Linked DNA regions of Vulpes vulpes: region 2 is linked to region 1. The links are chromatin contacts, called in public Hi-C maps. All regions are on one chromosome and are shown on one strand. The core of a region is the stretch at or near the end of the contact, and the rest is flanking DNA. Distances in the headings are between cores, read along the strand shown. Region 1 holds the start of SCGB1A1 (secretoglobin family 1A member 1). Region 2 holds the start of LRRN4CL (LRRN4 C-terminal like).

Region 1 (6,858 bases), core at 2,703-5,202:
GAGCAGCAGGAGCTTCAGCAGTTGGAGATCTTCAGCTTCTAAACCCTAAGCACACTCTGGGCTTTTTATGACTGCCCCCTAAAACAAACAAACAAACAAACAAACAAACAAACAAACAAACAAACATCCCAATACAATGGTGAGCAAACCTCAAAGTTAGGCCAAGATGTCTACATGCAGAAACTTCAATGTCAATTCAGAGGTTCAGTAGCTCTAGGAAGAGCTAAGCTTGTAAGAGTTTTGATTATTTCTTGGAAGCCTCTTAAAAAGGGTAAGAGTATTGGGGCACCTGGGTGGCTCAGTGGTTGAGCATCTGCCTTTGGCTCAGGTCCTGATCCTGGGGTTCTGGGTTCAAGTCCCCCATCAGGCTCCCTGCAGGGAGCCTGCTTCTCCCTCTGCCTGTGTCTCTGCCATTCTCTGTGTTTTTCGTGAACAAATGAATAAATAAAAACATCTTAAAAAAAAAAAAGTAAGATGACTGAATCTGCTTCCTGGAGGAATATGTGCACCAGGACTCTCCTCTCTGGATTAGAAAGGGGTCAGTAGAAATGCGGCAAGGCTGTATAGCCCAGGGACCAGGGTGGGGTGGGGTGGGGTGGAGGGTAGGGAGTGGGGACCCACTGCTAAGCAGCATGAATGAAGGGAGCTGTGTACCGTGAACTTTAGGATGTTCTCGGTGGTGGTTGAGGGGAGGGTGTCCACCAGACTCTTCAGCTGGATCATTGCATCTTTCATGTCTGCGTCTGGGTTGAAAAATTCAAGTGCAGCCTGGTAACTGGAAGGCGTGTCCAGGAAGAGGGCTTTGATGACATTTAGAAAGTTCTGGCAGATCTCTGCAGAAGCTGAAGCAGGGAAAAGAGAGAGTACATGTGTCAGGCCCCTTTCCAAGCTGGCCGGGCCCTGGCTGGGCCTGCCCCAGATGTAAGCAGGGGGGCCTGTCAGCAGGAGGTAGCGCTTTTCTAGTTGCTGGGATGGCGCTGAATGTAGGTCTGCTGGTGCTCCTTGGCACTGTGGGGAGACTTCCTGGGGTTGCAGCCAGCCTTTCGTGGCTTACCCTCCTTGCACTTCCTGGGTGGGGGTGGGGCGGGGTGCATTTGTTCTTTCTTTCCTTTTTTCTTTTTTTAAAGGTTTTATTTATTCATTCATGAGAGAGACACACAGAGAAAGAGAGAGAGAGAGAGAGAGACAGAGCCAGGCAGAGAGAGAAGCAGGCTCACTGCAGAGAGCCTGATGTGGGACTCGATCAGGTCTCCAGGATCACACCCTGGGCCAAAGGTGGTGCTAAACCGCTGAGCCACCTGGGCTCCCCCCCCCCCACATTTGTTCTTTCTGTTAGAGTTCTAGGCAGAGCACTGATGAAAGAAGTTGCTGATCTGATCTTTTACGTAATGTGGGGTTTGGGAAGAGGCTACCGAGGGTTTCTGGTTGTTGTTCTGCCAGTAACATGCCTCTTACCAATGGTTAGTGATGGTCTGAGCCACTTGCCATGGGGGTGGGGAGGTGGCTGGTACAGGGATGCATGGGGCAGTCGGGCCACACAGAAAGAAGTACTTGCATGGGCCAAGTGCAAGCCCCTGAGCTGGCCCAGAAGAGGCTTCCTCCATGAGCTCTGGGTCCCTGTGGTGCACTTACTCACCTGCCCACAAGCCTCCGTGTCCATGCCTGGCCCTACTATGTTCCCTCCGCCTGGAGTGCTCCTTGGATTGTGCTCCCCCTTTAGGCCCCTGCCCCAGGAACATGTGGGGCAGTCACTGGTTCCTATGCCTTGAGTCTCAGTCTCCATTCTGGAATTCTTTGCCATGTGTGCAAAGTTTCCGCTTCCCTGCCTTGGACTCCAGGGACCCCAAAGTGGCCACTCCAAGTCAGATGCCCTCCAGAACTTAGAGTCCTGCTTTGCAACTTACTATGTCACCTGGCAAAGTAATTTATCTTTATGTGGCTCCACTTTCTCATCTGTAAAATGGGAATAGTATCCCAATTTCACAGGGTTATTGTTAAGAATGAAAAGGGGTTCAGAATAGTGATTGGCACATGGTCGGTGCTGAATAAATGGGCGATATTATTATTGTTATTATTACCTGTGTGCACAGACAAGTATACACATGCATCCCAGATCCACCCCCTAACATATTTCAGCCCCACCTTGCTGAGCCGCCTGCTCTAGGCACAGCACTGAGATCTAATTAATGTACAATTGGCCTTTGAACAACATGGGATTGAACTGCCTGGGGCCCCTTACATGTGAATTTTTTTCAATAGATGTGTTGGAAATCTTTTTTGAGGGGATCCCTGGGTGGCTCAGCAGTTTAGTGCCTGCCTTTGGCCCAGGGCGCAATCCTGGAGTCCCTGGATCAAGTCCCACGTTGGGCTCCCGGCATGGAGCCTGCTTCTTTCTCCTCCTGTGTCCCTGCCTCTCTTTCTCTCTTTATGTCTATCATAAATAAATAAATCTTAAAAAAAAAAAAACTAAATACCCCAAAGAATATTAAAAAAAAAAAAAAGGAAATCTTTTTTGAGATTTGCGACAATTTGGAAAGACTCACGAATGAACTGGATAGCCTAGAAAAAATGAAAAACACTAAGAAAAAGTTGGGTATTATTGTCAGAACACAGTATATAATACATATAACATACAAAATATGTGTTAATCAACGATTATTAGTAAGGTTTCTGGTCAAGAGCAGGCTAGGAGTAGTTAAAAGTCAAAAGTTATAGGCAGATTTTTGAATGTGTGGGGGGCAGTCAGCACGCTGAAGCCCTATGCTGTTCAGGGGTCAACTGTACATGTCAGTCCAAAATGATGTTATTTCCCCTTAAAGACAAATATCTCTGTACAATAGTTGTCCCCAGTGCATCTTGGTTTTGGTTTTCCAACTCTCCTGCCACCAACCCCCAGGGTCATCAGACCTACCGCCATGGATGTCATGATACTTTCAAAGGGAATTAATTGAAATTGGCTAAAAAAACAAAAAACAAAACCCCCAAAACCTTTTTGTTTGTGTTTGTTTATTAAAAGCAGTAGAAGAGGCTGATACAGAGTAAAAACCAATTCCCAAAAGATCACGGAGGTTGAGAGAGGTGGGATCCCCCTTGCTCTCTCTCTCTCTACCCCCCCCCTTTTCCTCCTTCTCTCTCTCTCTCCCTCTCTTTCTCTCTTCCTCCTTCTCTCCCTCTCTCTCCCTCCCTCTCTCTCCTCATTCCTTCCCTCGTAGTGACAGCTGCAACTATTCAGAGACTCCTAATCTTTTTGGCAGAGGACAAAAATGTTTAGAAAACTCTACTCTGGTTTGGCAGTTTCCCAAAGGGAAGATCCCTTTCTAGAATATTCCTCTAAGCCCAGAATGGAAGATCTTGCCTTAGCTTGGATTTCTTTTGGAGACATGAGGCTCTGTAGCTCCTTCTAGCCCCTTTGGCCGCCAGAGTGGTGTGAAGACCCCAAATGTGAAGGCAGCACTGTACCAAGGTCTCTTGGCATCTTGGGCTCTCTCCAAGACTGGGCTCTGAGGAGCTCATTATTATTCCTATCGGAATCTCCATATGGGATCTCCTCCATTCCAGCCTCTAGTCTGTTTTGACCCTGTCATTCTTGAGTTGTTGGCTATGGAAGATGGGATCCCTTCCAGGTTTCCTCCCCGGCTCAGTGTGCTCCCCAAGTACCCGAGATAGGCCTGTTCGCAGACCCGGCTTCTTGGCTGGAAGTCAGCATTCCAGCTAAACAGCTGCCCCCTGTCCTAAGCAGAACCAGGGTGGGTGCAGGAAGGGTTCCTGAGCCTGGCCTGGGGGAGGGGTCTCTGGGAACTCACCAGGACTGCAGTAGAGAGCCAGGGTGACCAGGGCAAGGATGACAGCGAGCTTCATGGTGGGCAGGAGGCTGGCGAAGGAGGCCCTGGCCTGTCTCTGGACCCGGTGGTCTTATGTGAGACATGCTCATTGGGGTGCCTTCTTAAATGCTCCAGGCTGTACCTGGAGGGAGGGAAAGGGGTGGGGCCTGGGCTCCATAGATGGGACCACACTATTTACTTGGGTATCAGCGTGGTGGGAAAGGTAAATATTCTCTTTTCTCAACCCTGTGGCTTTCCTCATTGGAACTGACCTCACACAAATGAGGCACTTGGACAGCAGGAAACCCGGAGTGCCAAGTGGAAGCCACAAGAGGACCTAGGCCAGAGGGTATGGAGGCCCGGCTACCTGTGCCACACTCATTGAACTTGAGCCCTGAGCAGTCCAGGCAATTGCAGAGTCCACCTGGACCTATCACCCCAGGAAAGACTGAGGCCTGAGGCCCCTTACACATAGCTTGGGACTCCTGATGCTCCCCTGGGCTCCTCCCACTGCAGCTGGAGGGTCACGTGGACCAGAGCATCCATCTCTGTGGTCAGGCTTCAGGGCGACCCTGGACAGAAACACGCAGACAGATAAAGCCTTGCTCTGGAAAGCCCCCGAGAAACCCAAGCCTCAGATCAGACTGGAGAATGTGTTGCCTCAGGCTGACTCTGTGTCCGCCTGAAGCGGCTCTCATGTCTTATCCTCCTGATGGCCAAATCCATGGGCACTTTAGGCCTTATCTCACCTGCCCTCTTCATGGCTTTGACCTTTTTGACCTTTTGTTTCTTGAACTGTTCTCTCTCCTGCACTCCCACGGCCCTGTTCTTTCCTGATTTCCTCCATGATCATCCTTGTTCTTCAAATGTTTGCTTTTTTACTGACTGTGCTTACCTGTGGAACGGTTCCAGACTTTGGTTGCAGCCCCTTTTGCCCTCCAGAGGCCACACCTACAGCTGCTCCCTTCTTTCTCCAGTGCCTGTGACTTAGGACACAGGCCTGGGCTGGCCAGACCCAACTCCTAACAGCTTCCCGTCCCTAGCTTGCCCTCCTTGGCCATCTGCAGGAAGGCCAGCTGAATGATCTTTCTAAAACCTGCTGATCATGTCAATTCTCCTTCTTAAAAACCTTTGAAAAAAAAAAAACAAACCCTTTGAAATCGTCCTCTTTTCCAACAGTATAAAATTCAAGTGTGATCTACAAGGTCCTTGTCCACTGGCCTTTGCTTATCATTTGAGCCTCTTTCCCTACTTCCCCACATAGTGATTTGACTCTGTCTTAGTATTTGTGGATTCAGGAACATCCCATGTTTTCCTTTTTTTTTTTTTTTTTAAGATTTTATTTATTTATTTGACAGAAAGAGCAAGAAAGAGAGAGAGCAAGTGAGCAAGCAGGAGCTGGAGGATGGGCAGAGGGAGAGGGAGAAGCAGACTCCCCGCTGAACAGGGAACCTGATGTGGGGCTCAATCCCAGGGCCCTGGGATCATGACCTGAGCTGAAGGCAGACACTTCATGGACTGGGCCACCCAGGAGCCCCATCCCATGTTTTTCTTCATGTCTTTCTACTTTTGCACAAAGGATGCCTCATGCCTGGAATATATATCTCCTGTCTTGTCTACTTCTCCAAATCTTGTCTGTACTTCAATATTCAATCAAATGTCCATTCATTCATTCTGAGCACCTGCTATGTGCCAAGCATTATCCTAAGGGGTGGGGATTGAGGTAGATATACAGAAGCACTGCCTGGAGCTTGTCACCTGACCGTGAGGAGTGTGGTCAGCAGAGAGCCACTAGATCCCCGTCACTTTGGGGTCTTCCCAGGCCCAGAAAGCTGTCCCGTTCAAGGTCACACCCTTCTTGAGGCTGCTCCCCTCTGGTGACCAAGCAAGGAGGGCACTTCTGCACCGTGCAGAATGACTCCCGTGAGTGACTCTGACTCCACAGCTTCCTGCCCAGCTGGCTGAGACTTTGCCAGGCCCTCACTGCAGGTGCATTGCAGGCCAGCTTTCCCTCCGCCCTTTCTGCCCCTTCCCTGAACAGTTACTATCCCTAACAGTAGCTTCCATGGAACCACCAACCCACAGCAGGGAAGCAGTGATGGCTGAGGCAGGCCCAGGTCCCTGACACTGTGGAACTTTGCGCTGGTGGCTGGGACAGGCAAGCAGGCAGTGAAGCCAATGACATAATTGCAGCGGCGCTTGGTGCTAGGAGAGAAGGAAGCAGGATGCGGGGTAGAGAATAGATGAGACCCACTTAGGTGGGGGAGTCCGGGGGCAGTTGCTCCAAGCCAAGCTGGTGACTCCATGGTGACCCACAGCACAGCATCTAGGCAGAGGGGACACCCAGCACTGGGGCCCTCAGGTAGGAAGGACCAGGGTATGTTCGCGGAACACAAATGGGCTATTGTGCCTGCAGTGGGGAGCCGGGACCAGGCGTACCGGCCCTGGGAGGGTAGGAGTCCAGATCACGCAGGCCTTTATGCTCATAGTCCTGGGAAGCTCTGGAAGGGGTTTCTTCTTTCAATGCTTTTAGAGAATGTGTTAAAATGCACATAATGCAAAGTTTACCATCTTTACTATAAGTGTGTGTACAGTTCAGTGCCTGAATCCATTCACGCTGTGCAGCCGTCCCCACCGTCCACCCTATAGCTCTTTCCATCTTACAAAACTGAAACTGTCCACATTGAACACTAATTCCCTCTCGTCCCCAACCGGTGGCAGTCCCCATTCTACTGTCTGTCTCTATGATTTTGATGACTAAGTGCCTCTCATATGTGTACGCTGTTCTCCACAGTTTGTGGCGCGGGCACCGTGCGTGTCCTGTTTTTGTTCCCGCCATCTCTCTCTGTAGGCTCCTTTCCCGGTTCCCCTGTTCATCTGTGTTCCTTCTTCCTTTCCCTCTCTCCCTCCTCTGTACTCTCTCCCTGGGCATCTCATCTGCGCTCATAGCTTCAGTTACTTCCTACGCTAAGACAACTCCCTATTTTTATCTACACGTCAGTGTAGATAGCACACTCACTATACAGACACGGAAATT
Region 2 (7,193 bases), core at 4,272-6,771, 210 kb before region 1:
TGTCTCTCATGAATAAATAAAATCTTTTTAATTAATAAATAAGTCTATAGTTCAGTCATTTTTAGTGTACTCACAGAGTTAAGCAACCAGCACCCCAATTAATCGTAGAACATTTTCACCCCAAAAAAGAAACTCCTACCCATTAGCTAGCAGTCACTACCCATTTTGCTTCAACCCACCTAGAGAACTACCTATTAAAATGTTTCAGGGGCGCCTGGGTGACTCAGTTAAGCATTCAACTTTTGATTTCAGCCCAGGTCATGACCCTGAGAAGGGTTGTGAGATCGAGCACCAAAGATCTGAGTTGGGTGTGGAGCCTACTTAAGATCTCTCTCCCTCTTCTCCCCTTCCCCCTGCCTGTAAAAATGTTTCAGAGAATTCAGTGAAGCAGCTGGCTTCATCTGGCCTCTTCCATGGGCTAGGAATCTCATGGAATCCATTTTTTCAACAGATAATTCATTTTGAAGATAAGAATCTGTATGAAGAAAGACTTTTACAGGATTTTTCTACCTTTTACCCTAGTGATAGTGCTCAAAGCACCCTCAGCCATACCTGGATTTTCGAGGTGGTTCGCTATGGGCTTTTTAAAAAATATATTATCTTTGTTTAAAAACAACAGCTTTAAAAAAGCCAGCTTTTTAAAAAAAATCCATTCTCTTTGTTTAAAAACAAAAGCTATAACTCTTGCCTCTGAGGATGTCGTGCTACATATAAAAATAATTGAATAAAGAGATTAGAAGAATATTGTAATGGTCAGGAAAAACTGGAGTGTGTTTGGTGGCAAATCTGTAACCTTTCAAGGTTAATGCCAGTGAAGAAGCCTCCCCACTAGGAGCCGCAGGGTTCTACCAACAGACAAGAGGTAAGGAACCCAGAGCGACAGAAAGCTGAACTGGAGTGACCTGACTGTGAGGGGTGGTTTGGGAGTTGGTGTACACTTCTGGCACTTGGTTAATTAATAATGTAAGTGAAGGCAGGCTGGGCCCAGGGGGATGGCCTCACGGGGACAGAGGCCTGAGTCACAGATGGCCCAGTTGGCAACATGACGGTTCACTTTTGGAAAAAGAGATGTGACACAGCCTTTCTCAGAATTGTGGAGTCTGATTCAGCCAAGTCACGGGACGGTGATCTCAGAAGTGGGAGGGCCGCCACCAGGGGGCAGCACCTCCCCGGGGAATGAGAGACCCCGCCGCCCCCTGTGCTGGCCTGGGGTGTGTGGCAGCGTTTGGAGGTGGGAGGAGGTGGAATTTTTTTTTTTTTTTAATGTATTTTTTGAAAAGAGATGGGGGCTACCTTGGGCAGGTGCTGATGTATGGACAGCCGTACCGCGTTACCTTAGAGCTTGAGCTGCCAGAGTCCCCTGTGAATCAAGATTTGGGCATGTTCTTAGTCACCATTTCATGCTACACCAGAGGCGGCCGCATCATCTCCACTTCTTCACGCTCTGTAAGTGTTCAGGACCTGTCTGGGAGGGCACGGTGGTGACAACAGATGTCAGAACATCTGGGTAGGGCTTTAGGTCTGAGGTCACAGACTCATCAGGATAGGGAAGAGGGGGGTGATGCCTGGGTGGCTCAGTGGTTTAGCACCTGCCTTCAGCCCAGGGCGGGATCCTGGAGACCTGGGATCAAGTCCCACATCAGACTCCTTGCGTGGAGCCTGCTTCTCTCTCTCTCTCTCGAATAAATAAATAAAATCTTAAAAAAAAAAAAAAAAAAAAAAAGGATAGGGAAGATGAGTCAGTTCACCAAGCCAGACAGACACTCCAGATACCTGATAGCTGCCTGTCCAGCTTCAGGGTAAAGTCTGAAGAGTGGAGCCAAAATGGGCTTCATTAGACCCCAAAGATCTGCACTGGAATCCTCCTCACTCAGAAACATACAAGCCGAGACACAGCTTCTTTCACCCCTTGGTTACACAGCATTACCAACTGGGTGTGATAATAGTAGTCCTGTAGCAAGACTTAGTCTGGATTCAATGAAAAAAGGTACAGTGCTTACTAGTGTATAGTGGGTGTTCAATAAATATGAGACTCCATTCTTACATGAATTGTCAACAGAGCTACATTATGATACAAATCCCTGAGTGTCTATATGGAGAAAACAGTTTCAGGTGGTACACTGAAACTTAGAGACGATTTTGGATTGTAGAACTGCCTGGGGGAAAGATCAGAGACTGTGTGGGACTTCACCTATGCAGGTTTCAGGAAGAGGGGAATGAAGACGTGGGCGAGCAGGCATGTTACTCGTAGTTGGAATGACTGGGTCAAGGGTGGGGGAGCGTGGTAGGAAGTGAAAATGAGAGAGCATGGGGCATGAGGAAGAAGCAGACTTCACAGACTACTCAGGAGCGGTGGAAGGGTGGGTGGGGCTGTGGAAATTTGGGGGTACCTGTCCCCAGCCTCTCCTTCCTGGCCCTGGCAGGTGATGTTGCATTACCGCTCAGACCTGCTGCAGATGCTTGACACACTGGTCTTCTCCAGCCTCCTACTGTTTGGATTTGCAGAGCAAAAACAGCTCCTGGAGGTGGAGCTCTACTCTGAATATAGGGAGAACTCGGTAAGGGGGTGAAGGAAGACTAGATACCACTGTTTGCATGAGCCCAGAATTCTCCCTGAAGAGCCTCTGGGCTCGGTCAACAGGAACAGCAGTGGAGATGCTGGAAGTGGGCTTCAGATTGGGCTGGAAGAGTGACGGCAACAGGATCATGGCCTGACACTCAGTGCCCTGCCCTCTGCAGTATGTGCCAACTACTGGAGCGATTATTGAGATCCACAGCAAGCGCATCCAGATGTACGGAGCCTACCTCCGCATCCATGCCCACTTCACCGGGCTTAGGTGAGGAACCACTGCAGCTCGTATGGGGGCTGTCCTTAAGTGAAACTAACTTGAATTTTCCTAGAAATGACTTCTGGGAAGTGAGAAGGCTAGTGCTCTCTGGTAACTGCCTCTTCCTGCCTCAGGTACCTGCTGTACAACTTCCCGATGACCTGCGCCTTCGTAGGCATCGCCAGCAACTTCACCTTCCTGAGTGTCATTGTGCTCTTCAGCTATATGCAGTGGGTGTGGGGGGGCATCTGGCCCCGACACCGCTTCTCCTTGCAGGTCACAAAGGACTTCCTTCTTCTCCCCTTCATCATCCTTCTTGTACTAAGGAGTGGGCTGGGGCATGATGGGGATGCTCCTCGGGTGTTAAAGGTCCAGATCACAGCGGGGGTGGGGTGGGGAACCTCACTGCTCACTAGTTTCCCCTTCGCAGGTAAACATCCGAAAAAGAGACAGTTCCCAGAAGCCAGTACAGCGAAGGATCTCAGCCCATCATCCAGGTAAACATGATGGGAGGGGGCTTCCTATGTTACCCAGGATGAAGCTTTAGGCCCTCACAGCTGGGCTAAGGGTCAGAGGATAGGCAGACCGGAGGAGGTGAGCTTGGCACTGCTGCCTGCGTGCAGTTGCTTTAGCCCTACCCTGTCCTCTACCCACTTTGGAGGCACAGAGCCCCAAGGCCAGGAGGAGTCAACACAGCTGTCAGACATCACAGAGGACGGTGAGAGCCCTGAAGATCCCCCAGGGGCAGGTACAGTAACAGCTCACCCGCCTGCCCTCGCTGTCTTCAGTTGTCCCCTTTAGCCTCTTAGCCTGACCTCTGCATTCCCCGTGGCTGCAGAGGGTCAGCTCCCTGAGGAGGAGAAACCAGATCCGCAGCCCTTGAATGGAGAGGAGGAGCTGGAGCCAGAGGCCAGTGATGGTGAGGGGTGCTCGGTGAGGGGTGCTTGGCATGGGGGGTCTGGTGGAGTGGAGGTGGCATGTCGGTGGGGAGGAGATTATATTGACTGAGGGGGTTGAAGAGCCCCTGGTTACTTAATGTCCCATTTGGGATTTTGTTTCTCCCTCCTCTGGCCCAGGTTCAGGCTCCTGGGAAGATGCAGCTTTGCTGACGGAGGCCAACCTGCCTGCTCCTACCCATGCCCTTGCCCCAGAAACTCTGGGCAGCTCTGAACCCTCTGTGGGCAGTCTTCGACAGCGCCCCACCTGCTCCAGTTCCTGAAGAGAACAGGACAGAGTCCTCACATTCCAGCCTTTTCTCACTTGACAACTCTTCCCCTGTCCTGTGGTTCCCCCAATAAACTATTTTCATGGCCACTGCTTCCCTGACTCCTTGAAATGGATTCAGGGCCTTGTGAAAACGCTGCATTGCCCTGGCACCTTCCCCGCCACCCAGCAGTGGAAGAGGTTGTCTTGCTGGAGGGCCGGCCGGTGGGGAAGGCCTCCAGACCTGGCCTGTTATACAGCTGTTTCCATTCAGAAGCCTAGGAAGTCAAAGGAGAGAAAACCTCTCTTGCCCACTGCCTCCACGTGACTGGAGAGGGGGATCGAGGAGGGCGGGTCTGGAGAGCTGGGCTGCATCATTCTGGCCTCTGTACCCCACCCTTTCTCTGTCCATTGGGAGGCAGAAGACAGGAAATGACTGCCCTGGATGTGGTATGATTTTTACCGAAACCACATTTTGGAGCCCAGGCCCCATGCTGTCACAGCTACTTTCCAACCCCCAACTGCAGCCAGGTGGCCCTCTCCTCACCTCCCCCCCCCCCCCCCCCCCCCCCCCGCCTCCCTCCCCCACACACACATAGCTTCAGCCCTGTGATTCTCCCGCTCCTGGCTGCTTTCCACATTCCGCCCACCTCTCCAAACCCAGGCATCCTGGCCTCCAGATGCAGCAGCTGCCTGTGGCTCCCCCCAGCCCCAGCCCCATGACTCAGGCTCTCTGAAGGGACCAGCCGGCTTCTTGGCATTCACCGGGAAAGGGGGGGTGCAGGGCAGGGGGGCTAGGTGGTGACATCATCATGGAAGGGTATAAAAGCTTCAAGCCAAAACAATTGAAGACAAAACCTACCCGTGTAGCCCGTGCTCCTGGGGACACCCTAGCCTTTCACCCACAGACCTCTGGCCTGAGATCTGCACTGCTGGGAGACCTCCCCGCTGGTGAGGGGGCTACTGGGGGCCAGGGGAAGGGGATGGCAGGTGGGGGGCGGCAGGGACTGGAGCTCCTTTGATAGATGGGGAACGGTCCAGGTCCGCAGATTTTCCCCTTCTATTCCATCTCTTCTTTTTTGTTTCTGTCTCCCTTTGGGTTTTTCAGTATAATTGTTTTTACTGAGATCGGTCCTTTGAGTGGCAGCTGGGAATAATTCTACCTTTCTTCCCCAGGCTGAGTAAATCCTCTTTTTTTGCCCTCCAGCACTTTGTTTATTCATTAACTGTTTCTGGTACTTCACCCATTGCCAATCGCACACCCATCTCTCAGGTCAGCCTGCATTTGTTTCACCCAAAACCAACCAACAAGTCCATAGCCCGTTGAGAAGTTGGTTGACAAATCAGCATGTCTGTGTCCTTTTCTTTGCTTTCCTGTCCTCTTCTTTGCCCCCAGCTGTGCTTCCCTGGTTTTGTTGGGGGGAGGGGGGCAGAAGGCATGGGGTCTGGGCGGTCTTGACTTCTCCAACTCCTTCCCTTCCAGACTCCAATGCTGGGCTCTCCCTGCCTTCTGTGGCTCCTGGCTCTCACCTTCTCCTTAGTGGCCAGATCACAGCTCTTGACCCTTCAAGACTTTAAGGAGGAGGAGGAAGATGAGACACTACGGCCGCCTCTGCCTGCTGTCCTCTGTGACTACGATAGTTGCCGCCACATGCAGGTGCCATGCAAGGAGCTGCAGAGGGCCGCACCCAGGGCCTGCCTGTGCCCTGGGCTCTCCAGCCCTGCCCAGCCACCTTACCCTCCGCGCCTGGGAGAAGTGCACGTGGTGGCTGAGACGGGCAGCGCTTTGGTGCACTGGTGTGCCCCCTCCTCCCCGGTCCACCAGTACTGGCTGCTGCTTTGGGAAGGCAGTGGGGCTGCCCAGAAGGGGCCCCCCCTCAACTCTACAGCCCGCAGAGCAGAACTGAAGAGGCTGAAGCCTGGGGGCACTTATGTCGTTTGCGTGGTGGCTGCAAATGGAGCTGGAGAAAGCAGCGTGCCAGAGGCAGGTGGGGAAGGCCTTGATGGGGTGAGTGGCCCTACTTTCGGGCCCTGCGGCAGGCTGGCCGTGCCCCCCAGGTCCCTGACCCTGGTCCACACAGCTGTTGGGGTGGGCACAGTTCTGGCCCTGCTGACTTGCTCTGCTCTGGTTTGGCACTTCTGCTTGCGTGAGCGCTGGGGCTGCCCCCACCGCGCAGCCTCCCTACCAACAGCAGGGCTCTGAAGCAACCTGGGGGCCTCTTAGGCCTGGCTGAGTCTGGGCTTGGAGAGGAGAGTTCGGCCTGGACTCCTTGGGAGGAGGTGGTTGCCGCTGCTGCCCAGAACAGCCCAGATGGCAGAGTAGAAGGCCAGGTGCCTGGGCCACAACTGAGTCTCAGTGCTTAGCCTGAGAGCTTGCTCAGGCCCCAAACTCTCCGTTCTGCTCCACACTGAGGGTTGGAAAGGAGCAGAGAAGCTTGCAACTTTTTACTTAAAGGACCAGATAGTAAACAACGTAGGCTTTGCGTTTCCAGAGGACAAAATCAAAGGTGATTTGTAGGTACTTCTATAGCCATGTAATCATGTAAATACGTAAAAAACATTCTTAGCTCATCGGCCCTACAAATCAGGCCCTGGCTATATTAGGCCTGTTGGCTGTAGTTAGCTGATCCCAATCCCTGCCATATACCCTCCAAAGGGCCCGGTCACCTTGGTGGCTTTGGTGGGATTTTTGAGAACAAGCTGCTGCAGGATAGGAGTTTGGGACAAGACTACTTCCTCTTTTACCTTTTATTTAGATCTAGAGTATGGGCACACCTGAGTCTGAATCCACCTGTCTGAAGTGGGTGGAGATAAATTACATGGGTTGGAGAACCACAGACTGCCTAACTGCTTTCTGAGGCATTTCCCAGATCCAAGGATTTCCCCCACTTTCCCTAAATCTGTGTTTGTTGTATATCCACTGTACCAACATTAAAGGAAATATAAAAGGAAGATATTTTCATTTTTCACGATCCTTTTCATTTTCCTGTCCACGCACCTATTTTTCAGAGAAGTGTATACTTTTGAATTTATAATTAAATTAACTGGATGGGGCAGCCCCGGTGGCTTAGTGGTTTAGTGCCGCCTTCAGCCCAGGGCGTGATCCTAGAGCCCTGGGATAGAGTCCCATGTCTGGCTCCCTGCATGGAACCTGCTTCTCCC

The links. Hi-C and Micro-C count contacts between places; a contact is called where the count stands out from the background.
Region 2: a contact with region 1 is called in a Hi-C map of skeletal muscle, with 2.9 times the contacts expected there. The contact joins the promoter of LRRN4CL here to the promoter of SCGB1A1 in region 1. A contact is called at or near these places in 2 of 3 Hi-C or Micro-C datasets (both in skeletal muscle).

Annotation. Positions count from the first base shown.
Region 1 is chr5:62,302,321-62,309,178 of VulVul3, reverse strand. It overlaps SCGB1A1 (secretoglobin family 1A member 1), which reads right to left and starts at 3,952. Exons shown (of 3, transcript XM_072757329.1): 1 at 3,804-3,952; 2 at 655-842; 3 at 1-78. The coding sequence starts at 3,858. The coding sequence ends at 46.
Region 2 is chr5:62,518,353-62,525,545 of VulVul3, reverse strand. LRRN4CL (LRRN4 C-terminal like) reads left to right here and starts at 5,521. Exons shown (of 1, transcript XM_072758274.1): 1 at 5,521-6,983. The coding sequence starts at 5,521. The coding sequence ends at 6,234. BSCL2 (BSCL2 lipid droplet biogenesis associated, seipin) reads left to right here. Exons shown (of 13, transcript XM_072758257.1): 5 at 1,303-1,446; 6 at 2,424-2,558; 7 at 2,740-2,837; 8 at 2,963-3,104; 9 at 3,259-3,325; 10 at 3,490-3,576; 11 at 3,667-3,747; 12 at 3,905-4,982; 13 at 5,515-6,983. The coding sequence ends at 4,047.